4 separate regions of the Mus musculus genome follow, and all the other regions are linked to region 4. The links are chromatin contacts, called in public HiChIP or PLAC-seq maps. All regions are on one chromosome and are shown on one strand. The core of a region is the stretch at or near the end of the contact, and the rest is flanking DNA. Distances in the headings are between cores, read along the strand shown.

Region 1 (4,038 bases), core at 579-3,078, 170 kb after region 4:
TGTCTAGCCCCAGTGTGCTCTTGGGACCTTGGTTGTCCTTTGTAGTGGCTATTATCATACATGAAATCAGCTGTGCACTTGGTTGTTTACTGCTTTTCTCTCCTCAGACCTGTGAACCTCAGAAGGGCAAGGACTGCTTCTCTCATATACAATAAGGGAGTCACAGAGGCTGCAGCAAAATAGATGTAGTAAAAAAAAAAAATCTGGGTGTGATGGCATATGCTTGTCATTCCTAGCCCTGGAAGTTTGAGGCAGGGGATGTTGCAAGTTCCAGGCCAGCCTGAATAAAATAATGAGTTCAATACTATCCTGCTGTACATACCAAGCTCCAATCCTACTCACACAAACAAACAAACAAACAGTTGACAAAAAAGAGTGAGAAATCCTGCATATTTGCATTGCAAAGCTGGGACCCAGGCCCCCTAGCACTTCCTGTGAGCCAGGCATTCACTCTCACTTCTGCTGACCAGCAAAGCAGAATGCATTGTCCTCCAAACCACGACTATGCGACCTTTTAGAAATTAGAGTGCCAAAACAGTGCCCCTGTTCCAGCATGATTGGAAGACTTTCTTTTGAGGGAGGCTGGTGAGAAATAATAGCCACAAAGGCTGAACACCCTGAGTGAGCAAGGGCCATTTAAAAGATATTCTAGGGCCAAACTCCAATTTCTCTTGATGGGAACTAACCGGCCTGTGTTTGCTGACTGAAGACATTTCAAGGTCCTTAGGCTTCAGGACATTTTGAGGAAGTAGGATGGAATCATTGTCTCCATCTGCTGGCTCACCCTCTGCAATCACCTCAAGCTGCCTCTGGACACCAAGATGAGGAGGTCTGGGTCAAACTTTCAAAGGCAGTTATGCTCTCCACTATAACAGCAACACATCATGAAGATACACTTTGTTATAAGTTGCTTGCACCAAATAAGTACATTGGAATTTCATCTACAGGTTGGAAAACTCCAAGGATCATATTATTTCTTCTCTTATGAGCCATTGTGCTCTGTGACAGGTAAGTCACTGTGTTTGTATCCAAAGTCTTTGGAAATAGGAAGAGAGCCAAGATATCTGGAAGCAACAAGCAAGTGGGGGTGGGGGTGGGGGTGAGGGAGGTTAGACACTGCCTCCTTTCCTGTGAAAGAGTTACCTACCACACCCTGAAGAAATGAAGCTGTCAGCAAAGAACTCACAAAGCTCATTTGCATGTGATTTGCATAGAAGTGTTTGCCCAAATCCAGAGGTCTAATAGCCTAAGGCTGTAAAGCCATCCCAGTTGAATTTCTCTAACCCATATTCAGTCTCCTAGCTTGACCCAAGACCAACCACCCTAAACCTGCAAGCTAATACAGTGCCAAAGGGAGGTGAAGGTGCTAAGAATTCATAGATTCTAGTGGTGTTAAGAGTGAGGTGTCAGGCTACCAACAAAGTCAAAGTGGCCCATTATACTCCAACTAGAAAGCCACCCTCTCAGTCTGTCCTTCCCTCGGGCTACCACAGTCATTGCTGCCTGAGTGAGCAACAGGCGACCCAAGTTGGCTAAGGAGGCGAGAGGGAGGGCTTGGGCAGGCAGTTGAGGCCAAAGAGGCTTCAAGAAGCAGGGCTTGGACTCCCTTCTCCACCCTGCTCCAGGCACCCCTGAGATCAGCAGCGGACACTTGGGGTCTCCCCTGTAAACCAGGACTAAAGCACCCTCTCACCTTTGACCTGTGCGTCATACTCAGGTTGTAGCCCCCGCTCCCGCCGCAACTTCCCGTGCGCCGCCATGGCCCAAGGCCGTTCGCGACTTCGAGTCCCAATGCTCCCACGCGGAAGCGAGGCGAGACCGCCAAGTGCAGGGACTAGGGGCGCCAAGGCCAGCACCCTCCGCGGGCCCCGCCCCGCCAGCCCCGCCCCCAGCACAGTCCCCGGAGGGGCGGGGCGACTTGGACCTGGCACTGCCCGGGTGGGCCTCTGAAAGTCTAGGCACCCCTTTTCAGGCTCATCTCTCTTGAGACAAGTTGCTCCTCTACCTAGATACCTTGAGCCCAAAGAGTCAACATAAAGCAGCAATGCAAGACAACCTCAACATGTCTGGGACCACCTGCTGCTGTTCCTCATTATCTGCAGAAACCTATCTGTGGTTCCCATTGTCAGACAACACCCCTATGGCCACTAGCCCTCAATACTAATGGACAATGGCACCATAGCTGCTCCAGGCTCCTAGGTGGTCTGCCTCTGAAGCCTTCCTGGACATCAGATGCCACCCTCCTTCCAGAGTCATAGCCCATAGTGAGGCCTATGGGAGTTCAGACAGCTGAATGGGAAGTTGTAGGCTTATGCTCTCCCTGGGCCCCCTGAGGGGGAGGGAGCGGGGTTCAGCTACAGTTCCCCTTCTACTCAGCCCCAAAGGAAAGAACTAGCCTCATTTCCCCATAGGTAGTTACCACTTCCTGCTGCCGGAAGAGATTATTTTTGTCTCTTTTCCCTTCCATCTTGCACCTGTAGGGACCTATACCAGTGGGGGCTTTGAACCAGCCTAGAAACAACTCCTACTGCCTCCTTTATCCAAGGATGATGGTGATTTTATTCACCCCCATCAACTCTAAGTCATAAGGCAAGATCTACTTATTAATTTGTCATGTTTTGTTTTGTCTCATTCACAAGGCTTCACTTTGTAGCCCTGGTTGGCTTTACACAATCCAGGCTGGACTCAAACTCTGCCTCTGTCCCAAGGGCTAGGATTGCATATGTGCACAACCACAGCAGGCTCTTCTAGTCAATTAGGAAGGCAGGAGGCAGGTGACAAGCCATCTGTCTTTAGTTCATTGGAGAGAAAGCCCTGGGGTATACAGACTGTGGGCGATAGGCAAGATAACTTACAAAACATGCTTGAAGGTACTAATACAAGGGCATCCACACCTGTACTTACATGCATGGATGTCAAAGTGCATGTGAGCACTTGTAAGCCTGACATGGAGATTTGGCAGGAGGGAAGACTGTTCTGGACTTTCAACTGTGTTCAATCTTTTTTTTTTTTTTTTAAGATTTATTTATTGTTATATGTGAGTACACTGTAGCTGTCTTCGACACACCAGAAGAGGGCATCAGATCACATCACTGATGGTTATGAGCCACCACGTGGTTGCTGGGATTTGAACTCAAGACCTTTGGAAGAGCAGTCAAAGCTCTTATCACTGAGCCATCTCACCAGCTTCAATCTTGGTTTTTTTTTGTTGTTGTTGTTTCGTTTTTGGTTTTTTTTTTTTTGGTTTTTCGAGACAGGGTTTCTCTGTGTAGCCCTGGCTGTCCTAGAACTCACTCTGTAGACCAGTTTGGCCTCGAACTCAGAAATCCACCTGCCTCTGCCTCCCAAGTTCAATCTTGTTCTTGATCTCCATTTGCTCCCAATACCAAAGCCCTTCTCTAAGATGCTGTTGGTGCTCACAGAACCTTGAAGAAATGGTCTAGAAGCTAGCTAAATGTTGGCAAGCCCAAGTCCTGGACTTCCAGAAGCTGGTCTCAGAAGTAGCAATGTTGGAATCTTCCACCAAGGTAAGCAAGCCTGTATCGTTCTCATAGCACATGAATGAACATCCATCCTTATGAACTTGCTTTGTCAGGACATTTATTTCAAGAGTGCCTCATACTAAAGTAAATCAGGCACCAATGCCTTTATTAGTTAAAGCAACCCACCCTACCTGTCTTCCCTTCTTTCTGACCCTTAACTAATCCTTAGAAGTCACCCATCCAAGCAGCAGAGCCAGACCAGGATTCAGGCACACAAGAAATGGCTACTGAACTAGCCTTCAAATATTCTTAGTCCTTAATCCAGAAATCTGAACGGTGCCCCATTCAGCCCTTTGCATGAAACTGAGTGAAAAGCAAAACAGAAAACTTAGTGACTGGCTGTTTTCGGGACACTTGCTTGGCATCTGAAGCCATGAGTGAAACTGCTTCTGTTCCTTTAGCTCTTGTTCCTTTTGTTTGGAAACAGGGTCTCACTATGTAGGTCTGGCTGTTCTGGAACTTACTATGGAGACCAGGCTGGCCTCAGTCTGCCTCT
Region 2 (3,742 bases), core at 155-2,654, 190 kb after region 4:
TCAGGTCACTCTCAGGCAGAAGGGCCCAGTGAAGAAAGCGAAAACCTTTTCTACCTGGACACAGGGCACTGTTTGCCCAGGGTCCCTTTAGGGTTAGGGTTAGAGAGCGCTGAGGAAACATGTGGTCACAAAATGGTAGGAAACGAGTAAATGGGTCTTGTGGCAGGTTCCCAGGCCTGTCATTAGAGTACACTCATGTCCAACAGCCTGTGATCCCCTACAGGCTCCTACATACCTGATAACGCACTTCCCCCGTTACTTTCCACAGTTCATTCATGGCCATGGTGTAGAAGCACTCGCTGAAAATGGTCCGCTGCACCTTCACTGGCCGGCCATCCCGAGTCAGCACAAAAGCACATTTCTTGCCAGGTGGTGCCACCCGGGCATAACGCAGCAAAAATTCACCACCTGGTGGTTGGAAAGTATGCATGGTAGGTAAGGACTCTGAATATACTGCCTCTTGGAACCTGCCAGTCCCTTTCCTCTTCTAGAGCCCTTTAGATACATTGAATACATAACCCACTGAAGCCCCTGGGGAGATAGGGCTAGGAGAGGGGACCTGCTCTTGCTGCATCCAGAAGCTCAACACGGCGGAAGCGCTCAAAACTGCGGTATAAGCGACAATACATCCATACCTGTGAGGGAACACAGTTTAGAGAGGAGTAGCTGGGGTGGAGGGAATCCTAAGTATCCCTGGGTATACCCTATTGTTGTGTGAACACCTTAAGTGTGCAAACTGACCTGCCTCCCCTGCAGCCAAACATATTTGAGGTGATCATATACCTTCCCATCACGGCCAAGACATGTGAAGAAGCCCCTGTGAGACAAGTGTTGTCAGAAAGTGAAGGAAAGAGCCGTTCTCCATAGCTTCACTACTCTCCTCAGGTCAGTAGATCTGTGTGTCACCTCCAAGTGAGATAGGGGGAGGGGGGCCCTAGGAGGATCATGGCAGGATAGCTAACCCGTGTTCCTGGTCATGGGAATGCTCCATCCAGAAAGCGATCACACGATCAAGCTCTTGTTCCACACGCTTCTTCCAGACCTGCAGTGTCTCCCGTTCCTTCTCCATGTCCTGTGAAGTGAATCAGGGCAGAGCAGGGAAGCACAGCTCTTCCTTCACAGGGACTTCCTGAACCAACTCGAGTAGGCCCCAGAGCTACTTGATTCCACCCCACCACCACAGGGCCTCGAGCCAAGGATACAGTACTCCCACCTCTTCAATGGGCTTCTGACCCCACCATTAGTTGGAACCATCCACTACCACATACCTGTAACATTAGGAGTCCTAGGTCCATCATCTGCTTTCCTCCAGGAATTCAGACTTGGTCGCGATCCCGTGACTATCACTCAGCTGACCGAGCAGTGTCCCACCCACCTGATCCTCTTCAGAGTTCCGAAGGGCCCCGAGTTGGGGGCGGGACGAAGGGCGGGGTTTCAAACCCCGCCTTCTGCTCTTCTAGGCCTGGACTGAGCAGTCAAGCTCTAGATCCCCCTGGTGGGAACTGGGTGAGGAAGTCTGGCCTTATGAGGAGGGAGTAGGTAGGAGACTGAATCTGGGCCTGGCAGCTGAGGCTGGTGATCTCAACAGATTGTGAAGTTAGGGTGCCCCTGGAATGACTGAATCCTGAGACCCTGTGACCCCATATTGTCGGCAAGCCCTTTCCTTTAGCTTCAGCTGTCTGAGTCCAGTAATTTACAACCATTAGCCCTGGTTGCCAGTTGCTGGATACTTCACCCCCAAGGATGATTCTGGAAAAACAGGTGATAACCATGCAGAGTAGAGTGGGCATCCTCCAGCTCTCTGGCCCTTCCTCCTAGGTACACAGTATAGGTTGGCTCTGTGACAGGCTGGTTAATCTGTTCCCCATTCTTGCTACCCACTGGGCACCCTCATTGCTCAGCAGAATTCTGTGGAGTGAGAATTTCAACCAGAATGCCAGAGGTACTTGTTCTGATTTTCTTTTGTCTTTTTTTTAAAACATTTTTTAAGATTTATTTATTATTTATTATATGTAAGTACACTGTAGCTGTCTTCAGACACTCCAGAAGAGGGCGTCAGATCTCATTACGGATGGTTGTGAGCCACCATGTGGTTGCTGGGATTTGAACTTCGGACCTTCAGAAGAGCAGTCTGGTGCTCTTACCCACTGAGCCATCTCACCAGCCCTTCTTTTGTCTTTTTTTATTTGTTTGTTTGTTTTTTCGAGACAGGGTTTCTCTGTGTAGCCCTGGCTGTCCTGGAACTCACTCTGGGGACCAGGCTGGCCTCGAACTCAGAAATCTGCCTGCCTCTGCCTCCCAAGTGCTGGGATTAAAGGCGTGAGCCACCACTGCCTGCATTTTCTTTTGTCATTTTATTTTATGTTTCAGTGTTTTGTTGTTGTTGTTGGTGGTGGTGGTTTATTTTTTGTTTGCTTTTGCTTTTGCCTCTATGTATGTCTGTGCACCACATGCATGCAGTATCCTTAGAGGCCAAAAGAGGGTATTGGATCCTCTGGACCTGGACTTACAGCTGGTTGTGAGTCTCCACGTGGGTTCTGGAAATGGAACCTGGGGCCTCTGGAAGAACAGACAGTGCACTTAACTGCTGAGTCATCACTCCAGTTCCTTGAACATGTTCTTAATGATGGACTGCAACCCAGGAGTGTAAAGTAACTAGACTTCCTGACTCATCAATGCTGCTTTGGGAGTTGGTCAGTAAAAAGAATTCAGTTTCTAGATATGGTTATGTTCTTGTGCTACCTGCCCCTTCCCAGCTGTGTGTTGACTCATTTCGCAATGACTGCTACTTTCCAGGTTATGGCTACTGGGTGGCTCTGCAGGTTGTAGAATGGCTCTTTCATCCTGAAACACTTCATCTTTATGGTGTTTAGGAATAAGCCTGATCTCAGTGTCTGTTAAGTATCTGCTGAAGCTGCTCTGTTCATCTTTACCCTTAGCCTAGGTCATGCCCAGGGACCTTGGCTCTGTATCCAGGAAAGCTTGCATGCTGTTATTTAAGCTGTATTTATCCATCTTCATTGTCTCCCAGCTTCTCTTACACACATATCATCCCTTTCAAGCTCAGCCAAGTTAAGAGCATTGGTATGATAGAATGGGTGGTTCCCTGGCCCTGAGTCTCATGGGAATAGGGTGATGCAAAGCTATGATGCCTTTCTCCCCAGGAGCTCAGTTTGCTAGTTTGTTTGCAATAGGGTCTCATGTATCACAGGATACCTTGAACTCTATTAACCAAGAATGGTTTTGAACTCCTGCTCCTTTGCGTTCACCTCTCAGGGCTGGGACTACAAGTGTGTTGCATCACATCCAGCTTCAAGCTGCACCAAAGCACTTCTGATATATTCCTTTAAAATATTTTTAATTATATTAATTATATGCATGTACGCATGTGTCTGTGTGGGTGGGTTGTCCATGGAGGCCAGAGGCATTGAATCCTCCTGGAGCTGCTCAATGAAGAAGCTTGAGGACTGAACTCTGGTCCTTTGCAAGAGCAGTATACTCTTTACTTGCCCATCCTTCTAGCCCTCTATATTGCCTGCCTTCCAGAGTGGGATGAGAAGGTGAGCACAGGGAAGAAGGGTAGCTCCATAGGTAACAGCTACAGGAGTAGGGTGGGAAAAAGAACCCTTGCATTTCTCCCAGGCTAAATGTCCACATGTCTTAGCAAATCTGCACAGGACAACTTACCTCTGCTGACCCATGTCCTCCTATCCCTGGACATTGTTCTCAAACCTCCTATCTG
Region 3 (3,691 bases), core at 556-3,055, 140 kb after region 4:
TATCCAGGAGTGCTGTGCTGTGATGAATGTCAAATGTGTTTCCCCCTCCTTGGTAATCAGATCACAGGCAATTCCTAATTTCTTTTGTTCTCTATTTCAAATGTATTTCAGTAAGTTGCTCCTGTGTTTTTCAAATGTACTATAACAAAATATCAAGATATATTGCTTTGGGGATTGTACACACAAAAAATAATAGAGAATGACAGACTTTGGAATACAGCAAGGAGGCAGAGAAGTGGGGAGTTCCCAGTCCCAGCCCTGTCACCAATTCGCCATGTGGCCACAGACCCTTGAGGGTGACTGAAGGATTAGTGCCTGAATGGTAAGCAAGTATATACAGTGCTGCGTAGATGTTGGGCTAGGTAAGAAGCTAGGGTTGTCAAGTCCCACCATCTGCAGCAAGGGGTCCATCAGAGCTGAGGCCTTGGGCAAGCCCCACCCTAGCCACCCTACTAAAGGACCATAAAGGTGGGAAGAAAGGCTGCTGGATCTATTCACCACAAGGGCCATGTGAGTCAGCAAAGACAACACTGGGCTGCTAGTAACCGCTACCACTGGAGTTGCATTAATCAGGATCAAGACATCTACCTGAAAGGGGTGCCAGGCCCCCAGACAGATGGTGGTCCTGCCTCCCTGAGACAGATGGATAGGGGTTATAGACACTAGATCAGGAGGAGCAGTGGGCTATATCTGTTATTCTTTTCATTTCCTATCAATCAACACCCTAAAACTCTGAACCAGATAGAAGGGAATAAGGTATGGAAACGTCCCTCCTCCCATAATTAAACAGAGTATAAAACAATGTCTAAAATCGCTCCAGTCTCTACAGAAAGAGTCCCAGGCACCTTGCTTCCAGAAGTCCCTTGTCCTAAGCCAATGAGGCCCTTCTTCCCTTATTTTTACCTGATGGACCCATGGTCCACACCCATGTGCATCCACAGGCACATCAGTGAGTGCCCAAAACCATCTCTCTTAGTGTAGTCTTTATTGGCCAAAGAACCTAAGGGAGGTTCTGTGCCTGAGAGGAGACTGGTTTTGCAGTGCATTTGAGGGGATCCCCGGAGGGAATTTGGAAAGGAGGAGGTGAAGAACAAAGCCCCCTCCCCACTTTGGGGTGGAGGGGCAGGCAGCGCCCATCCATCCCTGATCCTTCTCCTCCTCCCATTACCGGAGGAGCTTCGCTCAATCTCCCCCACACCATGCTAGACACTGGCTTCTCCCCCACCCCAGCCGCAATCAGGACTTTAGATGGGGATGAGGAACAGCCACGCCCAGAGCCACACCCCACAGCGGTCGACTGGGTTAGATGGACGTTCTGCTGGGTTCACATTTCCTTCCTCACACGCATACACCCACAGGGATATGCCAACTTCAGCTCCACTTGCCCATACAGAACCTGCCTGACCACTCCTGTGCCCCTCCCTAAGCATGCATTTGGGGAGCCGCCCAGTTACCCCTCACCTGTCGAGCTCTGGCACCTAGCCACTTTCTCCAACCCCATTCCAGATCGCAGGGCTCAGAGCTCGGTGCCTAGCATGCATGGGTGGGGCTCCAGCCTTCCTACCGAGGAGGCACGAAACCCACTCCCTCTGAGCCTGAGGCGGGCTGGGTCTGGAACGTAGATGGTCGCTGCTGCGGTCAAGGGGACAAACCAGCCCACCTTACCTGCGCCGATCAGGTTGCCAGCTCAGTCTCTGTGCACGCCGACCTCGGACCTGCCACCCAGCGATGCCGCTGCCGACGCGATGTTGCTGCTGCTGCTGCTGCGGCGGCGGCGGCGGCGGGCGGGGCAGCGTGCGCGGGGAAGTGGGGGAGGAAGAGGGAGGGGGAGGTAGTGAGATCACCTCCCCCGCAGCAGGCCCCGCCTCGCCACACCCTCGTTCCTTGTTTCATCTGAACCTGGCCGCAGAGCCCCGCGCGTGATAGGGACCTCGTGGGGGGGGGGGGTCCTCTTCAGGAGCTCCAGCAGTCCCAGTATCCCCGAGATGAGAGTGACCCCCAACCTCACTATCAAGGATCCCCGCCGCCCTTGAGGCTTATATTGGAAGTCATTTGCAGAAGTATTCTCGGGATCTCGGGGCTGGACAGTGGGGAGAGGATCCAGACTGGGAACCAGATTACCTCGCCTCCACTTGGCCTTCGAGGGCTCTGGCTAGTAATGGGCATTCATATACCATTAGGTCCGGGCCGCGCCCTGGTCATGTGTTTGAATGTATCCGCACTCTCAGGGCAGAGCGCCTCTTGGAACCCCTGCCCAGCCACGACGCTAAGCCAGGGCTCTTCAGGGATGTACGCCTGAACCTGAGTCCCCAGCCTGCGAAGGAGGTGTGGCGAGGCACACCATACAGTCCCTCCTAAACACTAGGTCCCAGATTAGGCTAGAAGGGAAAGTTCTCAGAGAGAGCGCCCTTCAACCTGAAACCCCCTACTTCTGATCTTCCTCCCACTTCCCTCCTGCTCAGTGCCTTATTTCTTTGTCCTCGGGATTGGCCTCTTTCTGACCTTTCCTGGTCGACCTACTCTCGCTTACAGCCCTATGGGGAAAGCTTATGGAAAGGAGATTTTCCCAGTGGCGCCCCCTCCCAGGCTTAGGGCTGTGACCTCCCAAGCGAGGCGAAGCAGAGGGGGCTGGAATTCCAAAGTGAGTCCAGCTAGCTGAAGCTGCAGGGCAAGGAAGGCCTAGGGCCCAGATGGCAGATTGCAGCCCTGGTAGGTATGGTATTTTTATGAGCATGCCTGTTACTCAGTGAAGCATTCTGTAGGTCCTCTGCTCAGCCTGCCAACACTCCCCCAGTGGTGCAATGCCCTGATCCCATGAAAACACTTTTGGCACTCTGGCCTGGTTTCCCTTCTCATATGATCACCTCCTGCCAGCTTCCTTCCCATGAAAGAAAAACTTGGGGATGCCTGCTAGCACTCTGTGAAAGTCTGGATGTCTTTCCAGACATCCAAAGTGTACCATGGAGTCTTTAGGAAGAGTCATCTGAATGAAGTGGAGGCTTAAGCAAAGAGCTCAGAGGCCACTACTCCTTCTACAGGCCTGCCACTTGGCTCAGATGGATTCAGAATGAAGCTGCGGACCGTACTCATGAAGCTTCACTGGTTCAAATCTCCAGGAGACAGCAGAGGAGACTGAGCCAGGCAGCTAGGTCACGAAGCCAGGGGCCTTTTTAGCTGGGCAGAGAATGGTATTTTCCATGAGGCACTGAACTGAGATCAGTTTCATGACTGCACTGATGTAAGAGCGATAGGCCACAAAATTGGCCTCTCCTCTCCAGCTGCTCTCTTCACTGCCTTACTCCCAGACTGCACCCCAACTGGACCTAGTCTAGGGTTGATGCTGTTCTGGAACTTACTTTGTGGCTCAGTTTCATTTTAAACCTACATGCCCCTGTCTCATCCTGCTGAGTGCTAGGATTATAGGTGTTCACTATGTCTAGCTCTGTTTGCGAAGCCTAGACACAAGTTTTATTTCATCTCTCAAAAATCTTTGTCTTTTAAGTGTCAGCACTTGGGAGGCAAAAGCAAGCAGATATCTTGTAAGTTTGAGGCCAGTCTGGTTTACAACGTGAGTTCCAGGCCAGCCAGGGCTGTAATACAGAGAAACCCTGTCTCGAAAAACAAAACAAAACAAAACAAAACAAAACAAAACAAAACAAAACACCAAAAAAAATCAATTAAAAAGTAAAAA
Region 4 (3,877 bases), core at 582-3,081:
CCCCAGCTCCCACCCTTCTCCAGGCTCTCGGATCACATGAAGGAAGCTCCTCCCCTCCCCCATTGCCCTGCATGCCTTACCCCTCCCAAGCCTCCTAGCCAATTACCTGCATTCCCTGAAGACCCCACTCTGGGACAGGTAGATATGAATGGGGACACACTGCATTCCACCTTCACTCTGGGTTCTGCTCCAGGAACTCTGCCCTGTTCAGGGCAGTGTGTCTTTTACTTTTCCCTGGGGAGGGATGGAGGGTTTGGAAGTCCCCAGTCCTGACTCTATACCAGTATGGCTGAGCCATAGGAAGTAAGCAGGAGCTGCCTCCCTTACTGCCAGCAGCCAGAATGTGTGGCAACCCTGGTAGTTGTGGGTTACATCCCTGCCGAAACCCAAATCCTTGTCATTGTTTTGATCCATCCCTTTGTTGCCATCCCCTTGTGTGACCAGCCAATGCCCCTGTCCCACAGGATACCCCCTGCCATGAAAACAGCCTAATGGGGCCCAGGATTAGACAGGGCCCAAAGTGTGCCCTTCCCCATGGTTACCCAAGAAGGACAGAGTTCCTCCTGAGCCATGAAGAGAATATAGCCCTGGCCCTCCCACTCCTCCACCTCTACAACCTAATTTATTGGACTCCCAGTTTATAGTTGTCTAAATTGCCAACATGAGTACCCTGCCAGCACAGGAGGTGACTGGGTGGTCCCTTCAATCTACCCAGTCTCTGGTGCCAAACCTGGCCCTTCACCAGCCTATACTGCCAGTTGCCACTGGGGGTGCCCTCTGCCAGCTAGGCAGAAGTGAGGGCACCATGTTCCCAGCTCAGTGCCAAAGAGGGGTCACAGGAGGTGCTGTGTCTGCTAAACCAGCCCTCACCAAGAGGGAGACGCCCCCACACACACACCCTACTGCCATTGTGTGCCTTTCCTGGGCCTTCAGCCCTCCAGCTGGGGTACCCCCCTCAGTCCTCTCAGTAAAAACCTCTGGAAAGTACAATCCTGCCTCCTGAACTTGGTGTCTGGTATAAGTTCTGGGGAGTAAGCCAGGCATAATTGTGCCTTTAATCTCAGCACTCTGGAAGCAGAGGCAGGTGGATCTCTGTGAGTTCAAGGCTAGCCCAATCTATGTAGTGAGTTTTTAAAAAGCCAGGGCTGCAAAGTGAGACCCTATCTCTCTCAAAAAGACAGGCAACAACAACAACAAAAGTTCTGAGGAGAGGTCACAATGTTGTTGGGAGAAAAGGAGACCTGCCCCCAAACATGGGCCCAAGTAAGAACCTAGTCAGTTGCTAACCCCATGGTACTCGAAAAAGTTAGTGTTCTCTGGTTATGCCTTTTGTACCCTAGGGAGATGACAATCATTGCTGTAAAATCGTACTTGAGGCCAAAGATAGCCTGCCAAGTGTCTGAAGGGGAGTGCAGAAAGCAATGCTATAGAAACCCTGTGAGATGCCAAGGAGGTAAATTGAGCACTGAAAGAGCCACAGGAAAGAAGTGATTCCTGGATTGAGTTGCACTGGCGCTTCTGAACCTTCTAGGAAGAAGGAAAAACGTATCCAAAGGCCCAGGGGTATGTCCAGAGAAAGATATCCAGTACAGGGGGAAGGAAAGGCCTAGACTGAGGCAAAAGGTCACGTTAAGTCTGAGGATCCCCTGAGTGAACCACGTGGAGCTGGGATGCAAAAAGCATCAAAGACTCTAAGGAGAGGTGGCAACCCCCAGCACACGGTTTTATAAGGTTTCCAGGGGCAGAATAGAGCATCAGCAACTAGGCACAATATGATTGGTGGAACAGTGCACCCTTTAAACGGATTGGTCTTTAGGGAATGAAGTGACAAGGACTTCCATTGTTTGAAGGTGGGCAAAATTCCTGTGGAATGTGTCCCCACCCACAGGTCAGTTCCTGTACTGTTGTGTGAGAAATGTTAATTAGCCTCTCCCTTCCGGAGGGGCAAGTTTTTCATGACCTTCCCAAAGTTCCTAAACTGACCTTTTCTTTTTTTTTTTTTAAACATTTATTTATTATATGTAAGTACACTGTAGCTATCCTCAGATACTCCAGAAGAGGGCATCAGATTTCGTTACGGATGGTTGTGAGCCACCATGTGGTTGCTAGGATTTGAACTTGGGACCTTCGGAAGAGCAGTTGGTGCTCTTAACCACTGAGCCATCTCGCCAGCCCTAAACTGACCTTTTCATTCACTGAGTAGGTAAAATGAGAATAGCCTTGGGTTCTGCAATGGATTTTTTTTTCCTTAGAAAAGATTTATTAAGGCAATATAACAATATACAAAGCACTAGAAAATGGCCTGAGCATCTTTTCAAAAGTGAGCCCACTGTGTCCACAACTTCCCCACAGTTCCTTATCACCAGCAGCTACTTCGCACCTCTCTTCTGACAGGAAGAATATTTCCTTCAAAGGTTTCCACATCCACATAGCAGCCTCACATAGGCCAGCCGCTTCAGGTTCATGCTGCAATGAAGGACAAACCAACCCCACTTCTGCTGAGAGAATTCCTGGGAAGGCCCTGCAATCAGGACACATCCTTACCCCGCCCTGGAGGGGGATGAGCGGTCCAGCATGTAGGAGACTCTAAAAGAAATTGAACCGAAACTCTTCGCTGGTCAAGTCCGGAGTGGTTTTGACCTTAAAGCAGGCCATGGAGTTGTGTGTGGACACTTGGTGGAGACAGGCCAGACAACTGCTGCTAGGAATAGAGGGGATGTTTTTGTTTTTTTGTTTTTTGTTTTTCAAGACAGGGTTTCTCTGTATAGCCCTGGCTGTCCTGGAACTCACTCTGTAGACCAGGCTGGCCTTGAACTCAGAAATCTGCCTGCCTCTGCCTCTGCCTCTGCCTCCCAAGTGCTGGGATAAAAGGCGTGCGCCACCATGCCCGGCGAGGGGATGTTCTTATAAAGCTAAGCTGAGTTCCCACACTGCCCGTATTTCCACCCTCAAGACATACCAAAAAAATCAAGTCAGAAACCTATGTAGATGTTTACTGTGTAGATTCTATACAATATTTACAGAAGCCTGAGTACCCAGAAACAGATAGACAAACATATATATTTATACAATAGAACATTATTTGACCATAAAAGGTTGTGAAACAGCAACACATGCTATAATATTCAAGAACATTAAAGACATGCTGACACAAAGAAGCCAAGCACACAGGTCCAAGTATTATATGATTGCATTTAAATAAAATATCCAGAACAGACAAATCCATAACAACATAAAGCAAATTAACAGTTACCAGGGCTGGAGGGGGTGGGGAGAATGGCTATGGGGAGAGATTGTTTAATGAATACAAGGGTTCTGTGGGGGGAGAAGTGATGAACATGTTTTGGAATAACAGAGGTAATAGTTGTGCAACATTGCAAATTTACAAAACACCACTAAACCATGTACTTCAAAGAGACTTGTGTCTCTACAAGGAATTTCACTACAAAACAAGTAGTTAGTAGGTGGATATAGATGGATAGACATCCATAGATTGCTATTAAGATAGACAAATAAGTGATGGATCAGTAGGATAATAAATTAGCCAGGCATGGTGGCTCAGGCCTATAATCCCAGCACTTGAGTTGTTGAAGCAGGAGGATTGGCACAAGTTTGAGGCCAGCTTGGGCTATCCACTGTATTCCAAGAGAACTAGAGCCAAAAACTTAGACCCTTTCTCAAAAATCCAAAAAGAAAAAAAAAAACAGAGTAAATTCATAGATGATACAGGAAAGATTACTTATAAGTAGTAGATAATGGAAAGAAAATGATAGATGGTAGATAGATACATAGATAGATATTATCTTAGGGTTTCCATTGCTGTGTAGAGACACCGTGACCCAGGCAACTCTTATAAAGGACAACATTTAATTGGGAC

Evidence for each region. HiChIP or PLAC-seq counts read pairs in DNA pulled down with a chosen protein or histone mark.
Region 1: a contact with region 4 is called in an H3K27ac HiChIP or PLAC-seq map of embryonic stem cells, with 7 read pairs. The contact joins the promoter of Arhgap4 here to the enhancer-like site in region 4. A contact is called at or near these places in 12 of 39 promoter capture datasets (the 3T3-L1 cell line, the C10 cell line, the HPC-7 cell line and 7 more), 4 of 484 Hi-C or Micro-C datasets (embryonic fibroblasts, erythroblasts, myocytes and 1 more), 2 of 115 datasets of contacts at active chromatin or transcription factors (both in embryonic stem cells) and 3 of 9 other capture datasets (adipose tissue, liver and pancreatic islet).
Region 2: an H3K27ac HiChIP or PLAC-seq map of embryonic stem cells shows a contact between it and region 4, with 7 read pairs. The contact joins the promoter of Renbp here to the enhancer-like site in region 4. A contact is called at or near these places in 10 of 39 promoter capture datasets (the 3T3-L1 cell line, 3T3-L1-derived adipocytes, frontonasal cranial neural crest and 7 more), 2 of 484 Hi-C or Micro-C datasets (erythroblasts and nephron progenitors), 7 of 115 datasets of contacts at active chromatin or transcription factors (the 230-238 cell line, the SCID.adh cell line, astrocytes and 2 more) and 3 of 9 other capture datasets (adipose tissue, liver and pancreatic islet).
Region 3: a contact with region 4 is called in an H3K27ac HiChIP or PLAC-seq map of embryonic stem cells, with 6 read pairs. The contact joins the promoter of L1cam here to the enhancer-like site in region 4. A contact is called at or near these places in 12 of 39 promoter capture datasets (the 3T3-L1 cell line, the C10 cell line, the HPC-7 cell line and 7 more), 1 of 484 Hi-C or Micro-C datasets (embryonic fibroblasts), 1 of 115 datasets of contacts at active chromatin or transcription factors (embryonic stem cells) and 2 of 9 other capture datasets (adipose tissue and liver).

Annotation. Positions count from the first base shown.
Region 1 is chrX:73,909,470-73,913,507 of GRCm38.p6, forward strand. It overlaps Arhgap4 (Rho GTPase activating protein 4), which reads right to left and starts at 1,829. Exons shown (of 22, transcript NM_138630.2): 1 at 1,694-1,829. The coding sequence starts at 1,760.
Region 2 is chrX:73,929,446-73,933,187 of GRCm38.p6, forward strand. It overlaps Renbp (renin binding protein), which reads right to left and starts at 1,405. Exons shown (of 11, transcript NM_023132.3): 1 at 1,269-1,405; 2 at 963-1,072; 3 at 742-817; 4 at 560-635; 5 at 236-408. The coding sequence starts at 1,298.
Region 3 is chrX:73,879,029-73,882,719 of GRCm38.p6, forward strand. L1cam (L1 cell adhesion molecule) reads right to left here and starts at 1,806. Exons shown (of 29, transcript NM_008478.3): 1 at 1,666-1,806.
Region 4 is chrX:73,737,545-73,741,421 of GRCm38.p6, forward strand. It overlaps Abcd1 (ATP-binding cassette, sub-family D (ALD), member 1), which reads left to right. Exons shown (of 10, transcript NM_007435.2): 10 at 1-990. Among named protein-coding and RNA genes, the nearest start is that of Plxnb3, 18 kb to the right of the region's middle. Within about 2 kb of position 1,832, at least 9 of the 459 cell types and tissues checked have an H3K27ac peak or open chromatin away from gene starts, as enhancers often do. A contact at or near this core is called in embryonic stem cells, where this site is marked.